Linked DNA regions of Anser cygnoides: region 2 is linked to region 1. A link is a contact called in public Hi-C data. All regions are on one chromosome and are shown on one strand. Each heading gives the region's core, a stretch centred on a gene start, on an enhancer-like site or on the middle of the called end of the contact. The rest is flanking DNA. Distances are from core to core; before and after follow the strand shown.

Evidence for each region. A called contact is a pair of places that touch in the nucleus more often than the background predicts.
Region 2: a Hi-C map of liver shows a contact between it and region 1, with 2.5 times the contacts expected there. The contact joins two enhancer-like sites. A contact is called at or near these places in 2 of 7 Hi-C or Micro-C datasets (both in liver).

What each region holds. Positions count from the first base shown.
Region 1 is chr3:82,615,476-82,620,678 of Taihu_goose_T2T_genome, reverse strand. No RefSeq gene overlaps it. Among named protein-coding and RNA genes, the nearest start is that of BACH2, 64 kb to the left of the region's middle. Within about 2 kb of position 2,163, at least 2 of the 3 cell types and tissues checked have open chromatin away from gene starts, as enhancers often do. A contact at or near this core is called in liver, where this site is marked.
Region 2 is chr3:82,842,135-82,847,337 of Taihu_goose_T2T_genome, reverse strand. All of the region lies in intron 4 of BACH2 (BTB domain and CNC homolog 2), which reads right to left. Among named protein-coding and RNA genes, the nearest start is that of GJA10, 39 kb to the left of the region's middle. Within about 2 kb of position 2,662, at least 1 of the 3 cell types and tissues checked has open chromatin away from gene starts, as enhancers often do. A contact at or near this core is called in liver, where this site is marked.

The sequences.
Region 1 (5,203 bases), core at 914-3,413:
GGTTCTCCTGAATATTTGTTTTACTCACAGCCTTTATGCAGCTGGGAGTCCTACCCTGCACTTTCTGAAAACATTTGTTTTTGCTTCTGAGTTCGTGCTGCAGAGCATGACTGATGCTTTGCAGAGCCCTGTGGAAGCATTTGGGGCCTCCTGCAGGATCATCATCCTGTTTTGTTTACTTCAAGGATCTGGCGCAGTTGTTTCCTCCGACTGGGGCTAGCGAGTGGGTCCTGTTTACTCTTACCAGAAATGCAAGAAAAGATGATGTGCTTTTGTGGGCTAGGGTGTCCAAGAAGAAAAACACTCCTTCGTGTGTCCCACCGCTGAAGAAACTACAGCTATTGCTCAGGATCTCTGCAAGCAGCCTGTGAGCCCTGCTTGTTCCTTAGCATATTCAAAATGACCACTGTGTTAGCAAGACATTATTTGAATAGCAGACAACTGTGGAAACATTTGGCAAGAAAACATGTGAGAGATAACAAAGCAATTGCAATCTTTGGCTGCCACAAAGCGGATTGTTTGAAAATCCTGCCCAGAAAGTTCTGAGGGGAAAATGTTACGTGTGGTGCCCCAGATTATTTTATACGAGACATTAACATTTTTGCTGGTTATGACTATCACATTTCCCATGCTACTGACAGTGCCCTGAACCGATACAAGGGCAAAAATAAATTGTTTTGCCCAGACCTTATAACTGTGAAAAAGCACACCCTATTCCCCGAAGCAAAAGCAGTTGAATGATCTACTCTAAGAAACATGACTCCAAGTATTTAGTGGCAGCCATCTCAGATCACTGTTGTGCAGCCTCAATAAAAATTTGAGAGGTGGGTGGAGAGCAACTGAGAGCACTATGAATGAGAATGGTTAGTCCTAAACCTGTGTTAAGGCTAACAGCCAAAGAATAAAGGAGCTGGTGAGGGGGAACACGTTGTTCTCATTATCTGCCAGTGGTTGCACATCTGCACTAAAAGACAACAAAAGGGCATTTTTTTGTACAATTGTACATTGTGTAATAAGATAAGAATAAAACTAATTCACATTTATCTAGAATTTCTCAGAATGGTTGTAGTCCCTGTAGACATAGCTGACTATAAAATGTGAAAGTCTGAGTCACACCAGCAGATTGTACGTGGCAGAGAAACTAATCTGATGTAATAGAAATGTTTACAAGCTCAGTGACCCTTCTCCCTCCACCCTCCTCCACTTTAAAAAGCCACGTAAGGCCATGGATCAAAGCAATGAAGTGGCAGCATGCTGAACACTGAAACAATAACAGCCCTGACTTTCTCAGACGTCAGTAGTGCAAGTTACTGGAGGATTTTTACATTCACTGAAGAAGGTAATATAATCATATGCATCAAAGACTGAAAGTGGAGCTATAATGCCACCAACTCTTATCACTAAAATATTGCTAAACATGATTAAACATGGTTCAGTGGAAATATCAGAAGCTGACTACCCAGTGGGATCAAAAAAACAGCAAACAGTTCAGAAATGTGTACTCAGTTAATGCTTACCAGATGCAATCAATTTAGAGTAATAGTCAGTTCCAGTCTTTAATTCATATCTTTATGAAATGAGTACAGATACACTCCTCTTATGTCTAACAGATTTCCTGCCTCTATTTTTTTTTTTTGGTCTTTTCCAAGCAACACACCACCTTCTGTTACTTGAACTCTTTGTCCCTCCCTAAGAAAGCTGGAGGTCCCTTACAGATAACAAACCTGCTATTGCTTCCTGAGCAGATCTCAAGTTTGGTAAGGGTAAATGTGATGACACTATGCATTTAGGGTTTTGTAAGACACGTGACTTCACTGCGCATGACACTGTGAAAATAAATGATAAATGCAAAGTCAAAAGAGCTCATAATGAACAGATTAAATGTTGCTTGTAAATGAGATTTTATCACCCTGGGGGATATTCCTTGCAGTGTCCCACAGGATTCCTTTCTGGTCTTTGTGGAAAGTCTGCAGAAAAACAGAAAAAAATGTTGAAGTGTGAGGGATAGGTTAGCTAGAAAAATTGATCTGGATTACTTGTTAAAGGAAGGTCAGTTAAATAGTATCCATTTTGACAGCCAAATGAAAATCCGTGAAGCTAGGGACAAATAAAAGCAGCTTTCCTACAGGAATGGGGGCTCTGTTTCAGAAAGTGGTGTTTTAGCAAAGGATTTAGGTGAATTGGCTAGTAATCAATCCTGTAGGCACTCTCAGGATAGCTCATAGCATAAAGGCCAATTTGGATCTCAAAGAAGAGCAGTGATATATTTAGCTGCCCTACTCAAGTGCTGGAGAAAGCTCAGACGAAAGCAACAAGACTGATCAGAAGTTTAGGAAATGTCAAGTTGGGGGGGAAAAACTGAACCATGAGAATGTGTCTAGTCTGAAAAAGACAAGACAACAACTTTCACACACATAAAAGGTAGCGGCAACAGAGACTGTAACGAAGTCTTGTCCATACCTTCTGGTGATAACACAAGAAGTACTGAGCTTAAATTGCACCAAGGAAGATTTATGCTGTCCTTCAGGAACTTTTTCTAGTGACAGACAACCGAGCACTGGAACATATTGCAGGTTACCATAGGATTAAGAACTGTTTGGGCCAGTGGTTTCCAATCTTTCTTTTGTACCTAATCTCAACTCAGAAAACCAGCAGCGTTCTGCCTCCCATTGTTAAGTGGTAAAATTGTTTTGTCTTAAAACAAAGAGCCTTAAAGGTTTTGGCGCACTGGAAATAATAGTGATGATGATGATGACACACACAAAAGACATTGCATGGGGAATTCACCAGCTTGATTAAAAACAAATGGAAAGTTAGCTTGGGATGTAGCCACGTTTCAGAATGGCCTTTAAGAGCAGGAAAATACTCGAAAGCTGGCTGGGGTGCACAGGAGCAGACGTGGTGGTAGAGACTGTGGGGCTGTGCAAGAGGAGTCATTGCAGACAGCTGCAATGAATCAGTCTTAAAGTAAGCAAGACATAACTGGGTTTGGGGATGAGTGGAAATGAAGGGAAACTGAAGACTCGGGGGGTGCCCATGGGTTACTGGCAGGCCACAGGGCTGGGAATGGAGAGGGCCAAGGTGAGGGACACAAGATAAGAATAAGGCAGAGGGCACAGACTGGGGCATGACTGACCCAGCCTCAGGTACTCAAGCAGATCTTTTTATGACTGCAAATACCTACTGAGCAATCTTTGTCAGATATACTGCACTTGCCAGCCAAAAAGTGATGCAGAGCTGCTGACAAAAAAAAAGGGGGACATCTTTCTGTTTTCTGTTTGTGTTGCTTAAACTGTCTGAAGCCTAAGGAAATGTACACTGAAGCAGATACGCTCACGAAATCAGGGAGACCCTGCTCAGCTGACCAGCGAGGAGTTGTGTGGATGGTGCCCTCAGGTATTCATTTCTCAGGAGCCGAAGGATGTGCCCTCAGGTCATGTCACTCATACCGCCCCATCTGGAATCCCTCATTTCTCATGTTTGGGAGCTAGAGTCACGATCTCAAATGTTGTCGCATTAGCTGGGTAGAGAATTGCCAGGCCTCCCACTAAGTATGCGTGGGCAGCCCCTTTCCTTCAATTAGTTCAGAATACTTTCCAACTGAAGTTAACCTTCACGACATGCTCAACATTATCCTCTATGTTACTGCTTGAGCCTGGAAAAAAAAGTGTGTTATTTCCTTCCCCCCCAGTATGTTGCTCTAACCATTAAAACACACTGCTAGGTATAGGGAAGAAGCCAATCGGAAATACAGTTCCTAAACAGTCTCCGTACATTTTAGAAGGCCTTACTGATACCATAAGTTCTGCCTGGATGGATCCCTACATCCTCTCTCACAGTTCCTGGCCTGGCGGGGACTTGAAATGAATGTCTGGCTGAAGTCACAAGCACTGCTCCAGCGCTGTATATACCAAAACTCCTCTTGGAGGGAGTCCCAGCCCACGCTCAGCACTCTGAGATTAAGAAATGTACAGAACTGTAAAAACACAAATCACAAACAAGCTCGGTGAATTTTGAAGAGCAGTTTTTGAACACCCCAGTGTGGACGGTAAACCACAACAACAGTAACAGGAAAAGCAGCACCACAAACGAAAACCCAGTACTCCATTTGAAACTAAATTCATTTAATAAACTAGAAGAAATTGCTCAGCAATGAAAAACTCCAGCACCACCACCCTGACCACATAAGATACATGAGAATAAACAGACTTGTGGGCACACCTCAAGCAAGCTTAAAACAGAAGCCTGCTTCAAAACAGTCTCCACACTAGCAAGGTGATCTCACTGTCTGGTAGAAATAACGCTCATCGGCCAACTGTAATCAATCAATTTCACAGGACTGCTTACTATATATAAAAATTGAGGTTGGTAAAAATGTACAGGACGTTTGTTCCAGACCACTGTCTTCTGACCTCGATGAGCAAACAAACTGAAAATATTTCTCACGGAAACTGGTTTTGGGTTACAGGTCAGGTAATCACTTGGGAACTTCAGCAAAGGACAAACAGCAGATCAGCAAAGCCTTCAGAGGACATTTGCGGTGACGCTTTTGATTTGCAAGTGAAACCCCACTTGGGGTCTGGTTTTCCAGAGGGGTCCAGGAAATGAGTTTTATTCTTGCTGATGCCTGGGCAAAACAACTTTGGAAGCTGAGTGACTCGTGCTGGAGAGGCAGGTTGTGGAGGGAGTGAAGGAAGGACAGCTTGCTGCAGTGGATAGCAGGTAACCAAGAGCTTCCTGATGCTCGGGCACAGGACTGGTTGATTGAGCAGGGAAAACATCTGACTTCTCCATCACAAACAAGACCGTATGTATAGACAAACACATATTCTGTGTCAGCAAATGGTATATTACAACTTTTCTTATTCCCCATGTGAAAGCTCATTTTTCCGTGATTTGTGTCAAGCAACCGTTGGGTGGATGTGGAAAGTCAATTAAAAGTATACAAATCATATCTTTTATTACAATTTTATAATAATAATAATAACAATAATAATAATCACCTGTTTCAAACGTGTTTTGTGGGGAAGGTTGGATAGAAGATACATCAAAACAGGTTTTGTACTTACATCTAACGGACATATTAAATAAGGGAAGTAGCAAATGTAGTTAATGAGCGGACAGGATGCTTCTGGTCACTGTGAACTCTATATTCAAAGATATAAAGTCTCATAAAGATAGAGAAAAGTGCTCTGTGCTGTTT
Region 2 (5,203 bases), core at 1,413-3,912, 230 kb before region 1:
ATAGGAGAATAGGATGCTTGGATGACAGTCAGCAATAAGAAACACTAGTAAGGATGTCGGCATTGCAGATACAAATATAGAGCACTTTTTGCACAGCATTTTTCTAGTACTGGGCATGCACCGTTCTAAAATTAGGAGGACGGTTAGCTCACTTCTACGTTAGGAATGTCATATTTTTGCAAGGGATTTCTAGGACAGAAATTCTTTTTTTAAGTGCAGTTGTATGCATGCACACCCACGCACGCCACGTGAGAGCCGCACTGCACGTGAACTCTCTTGGGCTCCCCCTTGCACCCAGTCTCCTAGATGACGGCCGATCAAGCACGCCGTGAAAGCCTCCGCGTTGTTTTGAACACATGGGACACGGCCTCAGAGCACATGCAGGGCTCTGACATTTCTGCGGATGGGCTGGACTTGCTGTGTGCTGCAGAGTTCATTAGTGCATGCTCATTAGCCGGCTGCCCAGACTGCCAGATGTCTCAAAATCCCAGACAAACAGACAAAACCCTCCAATTCTGCACAGACAACATTTCTTATGGGGAGGGGGGAGAAAAAAAGGTTGTTTCCAAGAGAAACATGGATGTCTGGTAACTCTGCTCTGAAGGGCATTTGTATGAAATGCTACATCTGGATCGGGGAAGGTCAACCCCAGCAAAATGCCAGCAAATCTGAGTTCAATTTAAAGAGGGGAAAAGTGATTAAGGGCAAGGAAAGATCACTGTAAACACGTAGGAATGTACAACTTGGCAAGACAATATCTGAAACGGAGCACGATAATGTTTACAGTAATCTGATGCACACTAACATCGAGAACAGAGAACTGTCTGGTTTGCGATGGGATGGTATTGCTGACTGCAGTGAGAAGAAACTGAAGAAGTGAAAATGTCGGGATCTTTTCCTGACTCTAAACCTTTTAGTGAATTCAGTGGGATCTTGGAATGCTTTCCAGGAAAGAGGATGGATTCTTTACGACTGAGTAAAAGCAAAGCAAAGCTAACAAAGCACAGCCTTGTTCTTGTGAGGTGGGCTTTCACAATTTGCTATGCCTTTCCCAGCACTACTTTCTGTGTTCGCGAGGGCATATTGCCAATGATCTTCTAGAAAACAGCATCAAAGTTGAGCAGCAAATGCACATAAAATTGCTCCTTTTAAAGTAAAGAATATTTGGGGTGCTTTCACAGAATTCTCGCTTTCAAAGAACAGGTCCATTGGTGGTGGGGTGGGAGGGCCGAGTCCTCCCCACACCTCCGGGACACAATGAGATCTGCAGAAAATGAGTTGCTAAATCCCACCAAATTGGGGTGAATTGCATGGTCAGCCCTTCAGCTGCACTGAGAACGCACAAGTCCTGACTGAGCAGCACACGCACAGATTATCATCTCTGTGCATTTGAGCCGTCTTGTTGAAATCAATAGGAATGCTGATGGGCTTTCTGCAAAGCATGCAAGCTGCTTGTAGGATTATGGATTACATTTTTAGTATTCTGATTTTCAGGTTAAATTTATCATCGGGCACCTAAAACCAGAAAACTCTCATCTTGAATCTCCAGACATCGATTTAATTATTAAGCCATTTTGTGGGGAAGGAAGAAACGAAAATTGAATCAAACCTCACATGCTGAATATCAAATCCCAAACTGAATATTAATTTAAAACAATTGGGTAGAAACATATGAGAAATGCGACCATTTCTCGTGGAAGCAGAAATCAATCAGTTAGTCGCATAGTGCTTTGTAGCAGGCCTGTTGTGGTGCCCGTTCTGTTAACGATTTATTGTCGCTAGTACAGTCTGAAGGCATCTGTGTAAACCGTTTAAACCCACCTCAGCCCTCAAGTTTGACTAGTAAGCCTGAGGATGCAGAAAACAAACTACGAGCTGTCTCACTCGGCCAGCGTGTTCCTAACACTACAACTTATATAACCAAACACATGCTAGAAATAGGAGATAAGATTAGTGACAGTTAACTGCTGCTATTTTTTCGTTCCACAGCCTGAAGAAGGTCTCAGGGATTAAACATTAACTCTAATCTTACTTGCTAAAATTAGCGCACGCTATATTCTTTTTTCTTTTGCAGCCAATTGCAAGTATAGCACATAAGTTATTTTCAGCGTGTAATCTGATAACTAAAATCAGTCACCAAGCTGTTATTCCATTAAGAGTTAAGAGACTTCCTGGTTATTTACTTGGTTATTTTTACTTGGGATGGTGGAACCTGGCAGAGCCTGTTTTTCCTAGCTTAAGGTTATTTGGTTTCGGAGAACTGTTTGAAAGATGTAAATACATGGCTAGGCTCAAACAGGTCGGTCGCATGTGCAAAATACACGGTGCTAGACGTCCCCTATTTGTCTCTGTATGCACACAATAAGCCTGCACACAATCAGAAATTGTTTGGAAACCGTGATCCTTTACACACTGTGGGAACGCAGAAACTTTCCTACAGCAGTGCCACGGCAGGATTTCTCCGCATTTCTCCCCTCTTCAGCTTAACAGTGCTCAAACGTGCTCTCACCAGCAGCGTCCAGATGCATTTTCCCTATCCACTCATAAAACTGGGAAGCTCCCAAAATGAGTAATCACTCTTTAAACATCAACTTGGGCAAGAAGCATCGGATGCATGCATTTGTAGCATCCGGGCTCATAAATAAGAGAGGAATTTAAAAGTTGCTGATGGGGAAGACTGACAAAGAGAGGTCGTTGTTTCCTCTTTAAAAATACTTTTAAAATTAAGCAGCTATCCTGCTGGCCCAAGTTTGACAGACTGCCACCTCAGGTAGTGCGTACAGATCTGGGGAGGACAGCGGCGCGAAGTCTGGCATCTCCCCCACCGCATCCCATCACTGGGGTGGGAGGCTGGGGCACCTCCACCACAGCGGACACCTCTGGGCATGGGCGTACACCAGGGGAAGGGAGATCACAGACACAGCTCCTTGCTTTGAGAGGCTGATTTACCTTTCTTCTTTTTCTTAGCAAAACGTCTCACTGAAGAACTAGCCACCTGGGAAGCTGCAGCGAGGCCGGAGAGCTTCAAGGCATTACTTAGGTCCCTTTAATGGCACTTTTATGAAAGGTGCCAAATTGGAAGCACTGATCCAACTTTCAATTTTGTGCTTTTGATAAAAAAAAAAAAAAAAAAAAAAAAGCCCAGCTGCTCCCTCCAAGCCCTTCCCCTTGAAGTCACAGGTTTTGGCCAGGTGAGGAGTTTACACCAGAAACTTTGACTGCCTCAGTGAGAGCATCCACAAATAGACGGAGGAAAGCAGATGACTTCTTGTTTTCTTCTCTCTGGCATGATGAACATGCACAAGGGCAACCCCCCGCGACCGTCTGTGCCATCACTAGCAGCTTGCTGGGTGTCGGAGCACAAGTTTGGGAGGGTAGCTACCTCTGTGTCCCATCCCCATCTCCCAAAAGAGCAGGGGAGATGAAGGTGTGAGCGGGGAGGGTGATCGAGATGGCTGTCCGGCCCGATGGCCTCTGTGGCACGATGGACAACCAGCCTGGAGATACCCAGGTGATCACCGAGGCGATCCTCGGTGGCGGGTGCGACAGAGCCACGTGAGCCGGGGAGGAAGGAGAGGTCACCCGCCGCAGACGTGCCCCGGGGGCAGAAACCCAACGATTGTGAACCGCGTCTACGGCTCTGCGAGAAGTGCGTCAGCACCAGCAGCGGGGCAAGTGGCGCAGAATTGATTGCCAAGAGCAAGGATGGCGTAAGCAGCAAGGGGATCGATGCTGGCGTTATTGGTTAGGTCAGCATTCGCCTATGTGCGACTCAGGGAGGGCGTGCAAGAGCTGAGGAACCCACACACTTGGGTTTTTCCAGATCAAATTCACCGTGCTAGCGGCACCAGCTTGGAAGAGCTCTCACCCAGGTCCCCGCGAACGGGGCCAATAACATCAGGTGAGCCAAAGGGGGAGACGGAATCAGAAGATGGTTTAGAAACAAAATTAGAACAATTGAAAGCAATAAAAGTCAAAATAAATTAATTTCCGATCCAACTGCAGTGCTTGTTTCAATCTAAGCCTTCAATTTTTATTTCATCGTGGAGTTATTGAAGTCCAACTGAAATTATTTTGACCTTTCAAAAGTGAGATTGGCTTCAAATGAGAACAAAGAATTTACTTCTGGAAATCCTGACAGTATCCTCGGGGATGGTCAGCGCCCTCCCCATCCCCCCAGATTTTCAGGGAAAATTCATTTGTTGAATTAGCCACAAGCTTCAGTCTTCCCAAATCCCGCTTTCCAGAAAACACACGGTTTATTGAGAGGAAAGGTAGAAGTCACCACGCAGAAATGTGAATACTTTGCTGCTGAGACGCTTCTGCTCAGGTAACAGGAAGCACCTCTACAGAACACATAGAAGAATACACTTGCAAAACCGAAATGCTACAGGACTGGAAGATGAGGTGCTTTTCCACAGCAGGGGAGCACTGCCCGCATCACCCCTGCTCAAAGCATCCATCGGTCCCTGGCAGACGTCCCCTGGCACACCCAGCCCAAGGGCTCTGGGTTTGACTGGCCACAGCTGAGCACCGCTGGCCCTGTGGTATGTGTGGCACAGGGGGATGTTTGCCCACGTCTGCTCCTCCGAGTCACAGCCCAGCAGATTTTATTGTAAAAACCTCGCTCCGTAACTCGTATTACAGTCACACACTGATGTGTTGAACAATGAAGAGAACAGTGCCTGTAAGACAAGCTGGAGGAATGACAGCTGAAGTGCTGCTGTCTGGAGAAAACGGCCTGTTTTCACCTTAATGTACACCAGAGGAAGGAGGCAAGATTTTCCTAACTAATTACATAGTTTGGTGCATGTTGCTGATGCTAGAGGCTGCCCAGGGCGCAGCTGGAGAACACAGAAAATTCAGCGAGTACAGCCAGGAGAGCACCTGCAGGCAGGAATAGGCGAGAAAGCCTGGAGGTGAACTTCTAGGCTGCACGTGGAGGTGTTAGAAAGAAAACCAGAGACAAGGATGTTTCAGATAACTTTCTCCGAAGGACCAACTCAGCTATGACATGCCTGAGTCAACAAAGAACACATAAAAACCAGTGGCACTAACGAGCAGCTTAAACACTCAGGCATGAAGCGGAAGACAAAGCAAAGGAAGACACGGCTCTGATGTCTGGTGGTTTGCTGTACATTTATTTTTCCAACGCAGCTTGCACCTTAAGAGACGTGGAACGCAGTAACGAAGGAAGGCACAG